2 separate regions of the Mus musculus genome follow, and region 2 is linked to region 1. Evidence: chromatin contacts called from public promoter capture Hi-C data. All regions are on one chromosome and are shown on one strand. The core of a region is the stretch at or near the end of the contact, and the rest is flanking DNA. Distances in the headings are between cores, read along the strand shown. Region 1 overlaps Borcs5 (BLOC-1 related complex subunit 5). Region 2 overlaps 1700055D16Rik (RIKEN cDNA 1700055D16 gene).

Region 1 (4,667 bases), core at 784-3,283:
TAGAACTGGTTGTGTTAGTTACACAACCCTTGACTTACTAGAGACCACTGAACTGTAGACTGTGAAATGGGTAAGCTATGAGACCCAGATCTTAGTCTTAACAAATAAACAAGCCCAATACCCGAACTTCCTTCCACACCTGTAATAGCACTAAGCACAGGCTGTTCTAAATCTGACCTGGAATGGGAGCCTGTCCTGACACTGGACCCCAGGTGGCCAACTGCAAAGGATTAGAGTTCAGGATGATGAAACCCACTTGGCAATCCTGAACTAAACACTGCCCAGTGGCCCTCAAACAAATCACTGTGGCCAAGTAAAACATTACAAACCCAAGGAAACTGAGAGCGCAGGCCACAGAGCAACTAGCAAGAGAGAAGCTGGGTGCTCAGCCCCATGCTTTCTTGTGACAAGGGACAATGAAGAACGCAGAGCACCCCTCTCTCTCAGAGCCCCTTCTTTCTTGTTCTGACATTGGCTGGTACTGGCCACAGTCTTCTTTTATTTTTTAATAAAAAATAAGAATCCTTATGGAGCTGCCAGGCATGGTGGTGCACACCTTTAATCCCAGCACTCGGGAGGCAGAGGCAGGCAGATTTCTGAGTTCGAGGCCAGCCTGGTCTGCAGAGTGAGTTCCAGGACAGCCAAGGCTATACAGAGAAACCCTGTCTCAAAAACCAAAAAAAAAAAAAAGAATCCTTATGGAGGACAGTTTGATGTATGTATATACAGCGAAAGGATATTTGCAGTCAGGCTATTTCTCTTCCGCTCCTGACTGGAGGCACCGTCAAGGTCTCCATCCTACACCCACCCTGGTCATTAGGTTTCCTACAGGTGGCCCCGCTGTCATGCAACGCCAACCCATTATGGCCCATCAACCCCTCTTTATTCACGTCACACTGCCGCTTCATGTCTAATGGGGATTCAGACCACCGAAAGCCTGGAGTGGGCCATGCTCAACTCACAAGTTTTCTGGGTCACCTAAGTTTTCTCCGGCCTTCTGGTCTACCTTTAGATCACCCCTTCCATTCCCACGGAAGACTCAGCGTTCTCTTTTCTGAATGACTCTCTCTTGCACAATGACAGTGGATAGATGTTCTCATTAATTATACTACAGGCTGAATGCTGTGTGTTACCACATACTGCTATTCTGGAGTGACCTTGTTTCCCCAAGGAAAGTCCTGAAGACCATCATTCTAAATAGGCTGCAAGAACAGCTTTCAGAATAAGGTCCAGCCTTTTATTCTCACGCATAGACTCTAACTCTGGAAATTAAAGAACAAAACTTCACTCCAGCAAGTCGCAGCTAAGCTGATTTACAGAAAACGCAAACACAGTGTTGGGACCGGCGCTTTTGGCCATCCACAGAGTGACCTGGAAGATGGAGCCTAGTAAACAATATTCTCTGGTTCGCTCATTATATTAACAAGTGTGACAGATAATTTGCAAGTTACAGCTACTGTCTCCTGAGTATCCGGGAAATGGCAGACACGACTGTACATTCTACACGCCTTACCTTTAGGTCCCATGACACTCCTCAAGGGAAGTATCATTTTCCTGCTAAACATGGGAAGTGGATTCTGAAAAGACAAAAATGCGCCCAAGGTCACCCAACCTGTCCCAGTAAGGCAGCTCGAAGGCAGCCGCGTCCACTTAACTTTTGCTCCTCTTCTTTATAGAATCCATTCATTCAAATGTCAGAGCAAGCAAATGGTTTTCAAAACCCCAATGAAGGAATCTATATACCAATTTTTAGTGTTTTCCAGTAAGAAAACACTTGATTTCTACCATAAACACCAGCATTTACTTTTTCCAAAAAAAAAAAAAAAAAGTAAGTAATGCATTACCAGATCTAAAATGGACATTCTGAGTGGCTACTGCGGGGCTGGCATCTCTTTGCACACCTCACCCGACAGGCACCACCTGGACCTCACACAAAGCAGGGAAAGCCGAGAGCCCTGCAAGATGTCCTCTAATAGAGGAAGGCTGCTCCAGAGTCATAGGCAGTTCACCTCACGTCACCCAGCTGACATGGACAGCCAACACCCAAGTCCAGATCTCCCGACTCCAAGAGCCACCACAGCACTGTCCCAGGCAGGTCCACAGTTAAGCCTGCTGACCATATTTTCTTTTCCATAATTTGTTCTGCCTAGCCACAAAATATAATTGTATAAGATCTAAAAGTAAGTTTCTCGGGACAACATTTACAAAAATCTATTGTTAAATAAGGTCAAAACTCAAAGGGTGATCTCAACAAAATGCATGGTCTCTGTGTGCTAGGACGAGGAAGGCGCTCAGGTGAGCCACAGGCTGGAGTTAGAAAGCCAGGCTGAGCAGAGCTCTAGCCACTTCCTTCTGCATTACGTAAACCTCCTTGGGCTCTCTAGTGCCCTGCCACTTCCTGTTGTGCAAGGACAAACAATGGGCAGACTGTCGCCAGTGTTTCCATTAATTACACCACAGGCTGAGTGGCATTGATTACCGCATACTGGACATTTTGAAATGACCCCATTTCCTTTGTTCAAATACTCTACCCAAGTGTTTCAGTAAAGGAACACAATTTACTCATGTCTTTGAGAGAATGAAGAGATACCAGCAGCTGGGGAATCTGAATGGCGTCATCACTGTTCCAATTATTATTTTATGGCTTGCCCAGCTTCCCTTTATGCTGGCTTCCCTTCTGAGCTATGTCTAACTAAGAAAGAAATCTTAAAACCTGTGTTAGTACCCTAAACAAAACCTGTTCGATCTGGCAGATCATGCCCCTCCCTGGACTTGAAAAGGCTGTAGACAGCAGCAAATAAGAGAAAGAAAGAGCTCAGTCAGGGTGTGTGGGCGTAAGACAGAAGGCTAGACAGGAACTATGTATGCATCAGAGTCTCACACTCACTATAATTCTCAGCTCCAGGCCTAATACTGAGACCCTGGGGATGGAAGGCTAATATCAAGTACTGGGCCCCAAAAGTCAGAGAAAAAATTGGGAAAGACAGTCAGACAGATGAAAACCTCCAAACACACAGAGCTATCATTTTAGGACTCCTTGTTTCAATGTCCGAGATGAAAGGAAAGTAAGTCTGTACAAGTTAAATAACATTCTGGTATTCTTACACAGTGGCAACCCGGATTAGCTAAGTGCTCTGTAATCCCTCTGAGGATCTCACAGCATGAGCACTGCCCCTGCGACCCAGAGAACAACTGCAGGTGTGGTTGAGATAAAGACCTCACTAAACTCCTCTACCATTGGCCTGAAGAATGAACCTGGGATGGTGACATCAGACTAAGGATTTGGTAATACCACCCCTGCCATCAGCCAGGAGCTATTATATTATAGCTAGTATAAACTAGACTGGATGGTTGCTCATGACTGATAAGTCTAGGGGTCCACATCATTTCCCACTCACAGTAGGTGTAACTATGCAAATTAATCCAGAAAACATTTTCCAAAGTCTAAGGAAGAAGCAAACCCTTCCTTCTGATAAGGGACAGAGGATGGTTAGGCTGCTGTCTGATGAAGGAGGAGTGTCTCAGGGAAGTCAGACACGGATTATTCTAGCAGGGTGGACACAACAGGAGGCACAGAACACGAGTTGAGACTGGCCATAGCCAACATTTGGCAGATTTTGGAGACTTCAGTTATGAGCATTGCACATTATATGGAAGGCAGATGAGTGTCTGACTACAGAGAACCAAAGTCTCAGCAAAAACAAAGGGAAAGAAATGCTGAGGTACTCTGGGATACTGGAAGAAGCCGTCATGGAAGACATGCTCCAACTTTGACAGAGTACTACTCTGCACTCCCTCTGTGTATCTCACTGTGTTTGAGATAGATAAGGTTTTTTTTTTTAAGATTTATTTATTTATTATATGTAAGTACACTGTAGCTGTCTTCAGACACTCCAGAAGAGGGAGTCAGTTCTTGTTACAGATGGTTGTGAGCCACCATGTGGTTGCTGGGATTTGAACTCCGGACCTTCGGAAGAGCAGTCGGGTGCTCTTACCCACTGAGCCATCTCACCAGCCCCCGAGATAGATAACTTTTATTCCAGAAATGGCATTTATTTTCAGAGTTCCTTAGGTCCTCTGGTCTGATCTGCAGTCTGGCTGTCACCACTTCTACATCAGCAATTCCTAGCAATTTAGTCTGCCCTCAGACAAGAAAGTTCTCTCGACCAGTGTGCAAAGCAGGAGCTGTGGAGTCCCACCAAGATGTCAACCAAGCTTTGGGGCTGTCTCCTGGAGATACTTTAGAAATCGTTGAGGCCTGGGAGAAGTAGGAAATCCTTTTATAAGGAGCAGGGAAGGTCTTCAAGTGTCTTCCCAGCAACAGAGGAGACTTCAGAATGAGCAGGTAGCTGTAACAGTGAAAAAACTAGTAAGGAGTAGGCTCGTGGGTACTGACTGATGTTGACCAACAAATCCGATCACTTTCAAGTGAAGATGGTTCCAGGTCTTCTGATGCTCTGTATTAGCTCAAGGTCACCTTGCAGGAAGGCCTGCCCAGGCCAGCCTCTCTATAACTTCTAGCCCACTCACAGTGCATGTTCCCTTTACCTTATTTTATAATTGTTAGACTTTATCTTTTTATATGCTAGCTACTTTTACTTTTTTTTTTTTATTTCCTTCCTTTTTCTGCCTTGCTTATTATCTGCTTCTCCACTGGAGTATAAGAT
Region 2 (4,667 bases), core at 586-3,085, 110 kb before region 1:
TATGTATGTATGTATGTATGTATGTATGTATGTATGTATGCTGTAAGTACACTTCTGTGGGTACCTGATCAGAAGAGGGTGTCAGGTCCCCTGAGACTGAAGTTATAGAGGATTGTCAGCACCCACATAGGTGCTGAAGATGGAACCTGGGTCCTCTGCAAGGGCATCAAGTGTAAACTAGGTGTTATGGAGAATGCCTAAAGTCCTAGTATTGGTAGACAGTGGCAGCTGGCCTCTGAGTTCAGGGTCAGCCTGGTCTACAAAATGAATTCCAGGACAGCCAGACCTTGTCTTGGGAGTCTGGGGAAGAGCATCTAGTGCTTTTAACCACTGGGAAAACTCTCCAGTCTGCTCTTTTCTTTTATATGCATCAGAAATATGTTCTTTCATCGATATCTGTACAGTGTCCCATACGCTTATCCATGTTTGTGGAAGGAGTATTCCAGTTTTTGTGACTGGGTCTTGAGTAGCCAGGTTGGCCTTGAACTCACTCTGTATTCAAGATTGACTTATGATATTTCTGCCTCTACCTCCCAAGTGCCAGGGTCCCAGGCCTGCTCTGTGTCCCATGTCTGCTTAATGTGATGCTGAGGGAACCCAGGACTTTGTGCATGCTGGGCAAGCATGCCAGTTCTACCAACCCAGCTACATCTTCAACCCAGAAATTTACATTTTAAAGTCATGCTTATTAACAATTCCTCCATGGAGACTGAATCTTACATTTTACTCAGAGAAAGACTTCTCCATCACAAGATTATACTCAGAGACTATACATAAATTGTTTCATTTCAATAACTTTATCATTTCACTTTTATATCTAAGTGTTTACCTGGCATTTATTTATTTACTTACTTAGTTTGAGATATGGTTTTGCTATTTATCTTAGGTTGGCCTTGAACTCATTATGTAGCCTAGGTTGGGCTTGAATTTGTAACAATCCTCCTGCTTAGTTTTTCAGAGTGCTGGATTTATTTTTTTTTAAGAGAAAAAAAAAGGTATAGATTTGCTATTCCTCTGCTTTTAAATTTTTTTCATGATAACACTCCATGAATATTCTTCCTACAGATTTAGAACGGAACACACTGCCCTGCGCATAGACAGATGCTCTGCTTCTGGGTTACCCACCAGCCCTGAAATGCTCCTTTTATTATAAACCTATTCTGTTGGTCTATGGGTTCATTTGTGGATTGTCTCTGTCTTCCCATTGATATGCCCTGTCTGGTTTTGTTTGTAACAGCTGTTTTAATTAGTGTAGTTTCAGAAGATATTTTGAAATCTGATGGAACTAATTTCCTTTCATCACTCTCTTCTTGTTTATATTTCCAGATGGTCTATACTCATATTCTAATATCAAATTTAATTGTATGCTTGTTTGATCAGAGTTACAATGGCTACTAAGACAATTTCATGACTCATACTGGCCAGTACCATTTTGGATGTTGTTTTCGTTCCCAGTATTACAGTGTAAACATTCTTAATGAGACTTTTAGTCATTCCTGTTTTTCTGATTTGTTCACAATTATTACAAGTCCCTGTGCTCCCACAGAGTAAATGGATTGGCTGAAAACCACGGGGGACAGTGCTCTCCTGTTGACTCAGCCACCACACTGAGGCTTCTCAGGTGCCCGAGAGCAGGTGGCACAGTGCCCATCAATGTGGCTGTAAAACCTTACATTTGTCCTGGGTTTCATCCCACAGTCCCAGGAACATCAGGGTTCTGCAGGCACTCTTGCTTGACTACTTTCCCTCTCTGTACTCTCTCCCATTTATGCATGTGGTTCAAAGAAGCATATTTTCAGCCTTACAAATAAATCCAGAAGGAAATGATCAGGAGCTGGATGCCAAGCTCTGTCCTTGCTCCTCCTCATCCTTCCCACCTCCAGCCTCTCCAGACATCAAGCGAAAGGGTCAGAGCTAGCAGTCCTCTCCACAGAACTTACCAAGAGAACGGTTTAATTAGGCTCCGATTCCTAACTCTCTATCCACCTTGAAGCTTAAGGTAAGTGCTCCCGTACTTTAGCTCTTTTTACTTCAGGTGAGTGCTATTTATTTTCATGCTAACCACTGGAGTGGGGGAAAGAAGAACTAGTAGATCTACGGTGAAATAGAGCTAGGAGGACAGAGCAGGACATAGTGGCACAGCCCTTCACTTAGGGCCACTGGGAGAAGTAGGAAGGCTACTGTGGGTTTGAGTTTACCTGCTCACATATCAAGTCCATCCCCACCCCCACCCCCATCCCCCACCTTTTCAAGACAGGGTTTCCCTATGTAATCCTGGTTGTCCTTGAACTCTCTGTAGACCAGCCTGACCTTGAACTCAGAGAATGGCCTACCTCTGCCTCCCAAGTTCTGGAATCAAAGCTGTGCAGGAAGAAATGAAGAAAACACAAACTGAGGTAATTCTGGAGATGGAAATCCTAAGTAAGAGAACAGAAACTACAGATGCAAGCATTACCAACAGAATACAAGAGATAGAGAAGAGAATCTCAGGCATAAAAGATAGAATAGTAGAAATTAATACATTAGTTAAAGAAAGTATTAAATCTAAAATGTTTCTGACACAAAACATCCAAGAAATTTGGGACACTATAAAAAGATCAAACCTAAGAATAATAGGAATAGAAGAAGGAAATATTCAGCTCAAAAGCCCAGAAAATATTTTCAATAAAATCACAGAAGAAAATTTCCTGGGCTGGAGAGATGGCTCAATGGTTAAGAGCACCGACTGCTCTTCCGAAGGTCCTGAGTTCAAATCCCAGCAACCACATGGTGGCTCACAACCAATCAGTAATGAGATCTGATGCCCTCTTCTGGTGCATCTGAAGACAGCTACACTGTACTTATGTATAATAATAAATAAATCTTAAAAAAATACTTAAAAGAAAAAAGAAAATTTCCAAAGAAAGAAATCCCTATAAATGTTCAAGAAGCTTATAAAACACCAAATAGATAGGGCCAGAAAAAAAATCCTTCCACCACATAATTGTCAAAACACTAAATATACAAAACAAAGAAAGAATATTAAAGCTGGACGTGGTGGCGCACACCTTTAATCCCAGCACTCAGGAGGCAGAGGCAGGTGGATTTCTGAGTTCGAGGCCAGCCTGGTCTACAGAGTGAGTTCCAGGACAGCCAGGGCTATACAGAGGAACCCTGTCTCGAAAAACCAAAACAAAAAACAACAACAACAACAACAAAAAAAAGAATATTAAAAACAAAAATTATTCCATAGGTACATAAAATGCATCTTCTACCATGGAGCAGGTTTCAACAAAGAAGTACATTGAAAGCACTCACAGGGCCCAGGAGATGCTCAGCATGTAGACACTTGACAACAAGCTTCAGGACTTGAGCTTGATTCCCAGAGCACGTGTAAAAGCCAGCTGCAGTGGTACACACTTGTGTACAAAATCAATGGGCTCAATTCCCCAAAGAAAAGATACTATCAGAATGGATGCAAAAACAGTGTCCATCATTCTGCTGCATACAAGAAGCATACTCCAATATCAAAGATAGATATTACCTCAGAGTATATAAGTGTTCTGTATTCATGACTTGGCCCTTTGAGGCTAGAAGAGGGCACTACTGAAAGAGAGGGGGCACTACTGAAAGATTGTAAGCCAACATGTGCGTGCTGGGAATTTGGGAATTGAACCCTGGTTCTTTCTAAGCTCTTAACCATCTCTTTGGCCTTTTGTGTTCTTACATTTGAGGAAGAGAGGAGTTGAATCTTGGAGCTGGAGTGCTTGAGGTGGGTGCTGGGAATTGTACTGGGTTGTACCTGTTTTGTTTTGTTTTTAAACAAAGATTTTTTTTAAGATTTATTTATTCTATGTATATGAGTACACTGTAGCTGTCTTTAGACACACCAGAAGAGGGTATCAGATCATCATTACAGATGGTTGTGAGCCACCATGTGGTTGCTGGGAATTGAACTCAGGACCTCTGGAAGAGCAGTCAGTGCTCTTAACCTCTGAGCCATCTCTCCAGCCCTGTACCTGGGTCTTACGGAAGAGCAACAAGTGCTCTTACCACTGAGCCAACTCTGCAGTTCCTTCTGATTCTTAAAGAATGCTGTATTACTGAGTCAGCAGAGATGGTGAGCCAAGGCTGTTTCTGAGGAATGAGGAACAACAGTGGTGGGCAGAGTTACCTGTAATGTTTTATTTTATGTATGTGAGTACACTGTAGCTGTACTGGTGGTTGTGAGCCACCATGTGGTGCCTGGGATTTGAATTCAGGACCTTTGGAAGAGCAGTGAGTGCTCTTAACCGCTGAGCCATCTCTCCAGTCCTGTTCCTTTAGTCTTAAAGAGCTCCCTTACTACAGCAATGTGATCTGAGACTCTTCCTTATCATCAACCTTTCTCTCTCCCTCCCACGTTCCTTTCCTCCGGTCCTTCATTCCATGACTCATAAGGATCAGACCTACTTGATAATCCAGTGGCTCTCTGAGGGGACCTGGACTAATACATAATAGTGGGTGAGGTTTTGGCCTTTAGAGTTGTTGTGGATAGCCCTGGGGCTAATTATATTTGATGTTAATTCTGTTCTCCAGTGAGTGGTTGTGAACAAGGAAGGAGTCAGCACTCAGGTGATTTTCTGTAAACCTGCTTCCCACCTTAATTTCTAAAATAAAGGAGAGCTGATGATTGGGCAGATAAAGGG

Evidence for each region. Capture Hi-C pulls out chosen DNA fragments and counts their contacts.
Region 2: a contact with region 1 is called in a promoter capture Hi-C map of pancreatic islet. The contact joins two enhancer-like sites. A contact is called at or near these places in 1 of 39 promoter capture datasets (stem cell-derived epiblast-like cells), 5 of 484 Hi-C or Micro-C datasets (bone marrow-derived macrophages, cerebral cortex, embryonic stem cells and 2 more), 6 of 115 datasets of contacts at active chromatin or transcription factors (the HPC-7 cell line, VIP interneurons, bone marrow-derived macrophages and 3 more) and 4 of 9 other capture datasets (adipose tissue, embryonic stem cells, liver and 1 more).

The regions. Positions count from the first base shown.
Region 1 is chr6:134,698,782-134,703,448 of GRCm38.p6, reverse strand. The region is part of intron 3 of Borcs5 (BLOC-1 related complex subunit 5); the gene reads right to left. Among named protein-coding and RNA genes, the nearest start is that of Gm36328, 53 kb to the left of the region's middle. Within about 2 kb of position 2,033, at least 183 of the 459 cell types and tissues checked have an H3K27ac peak or open chromatin away from gene starts, as enhancers often do. A contact at or near this core is called in pancreatic islet, where this site is marked.
Region 2 is chr6:134,810,874-134,815,540 of GRCm38.p6, reverse strand. The region is part of intron 1 of 1700055D16Rik (RIKEN cDNA 1700055D16 gene); the gene reads right to left. Among named protein-coding and RNA genes, the nearest start is that of Crebl2, 17 kb to the left of the region's middle. Within about 2 kb of position 1,835, at least 7 of the 459 cell types and tissues checked have an H3K27ac peak or open chromatin away from gene starts, as enhancers often do. A contact at or near this core is called in pancreatic islet, where this site is marked.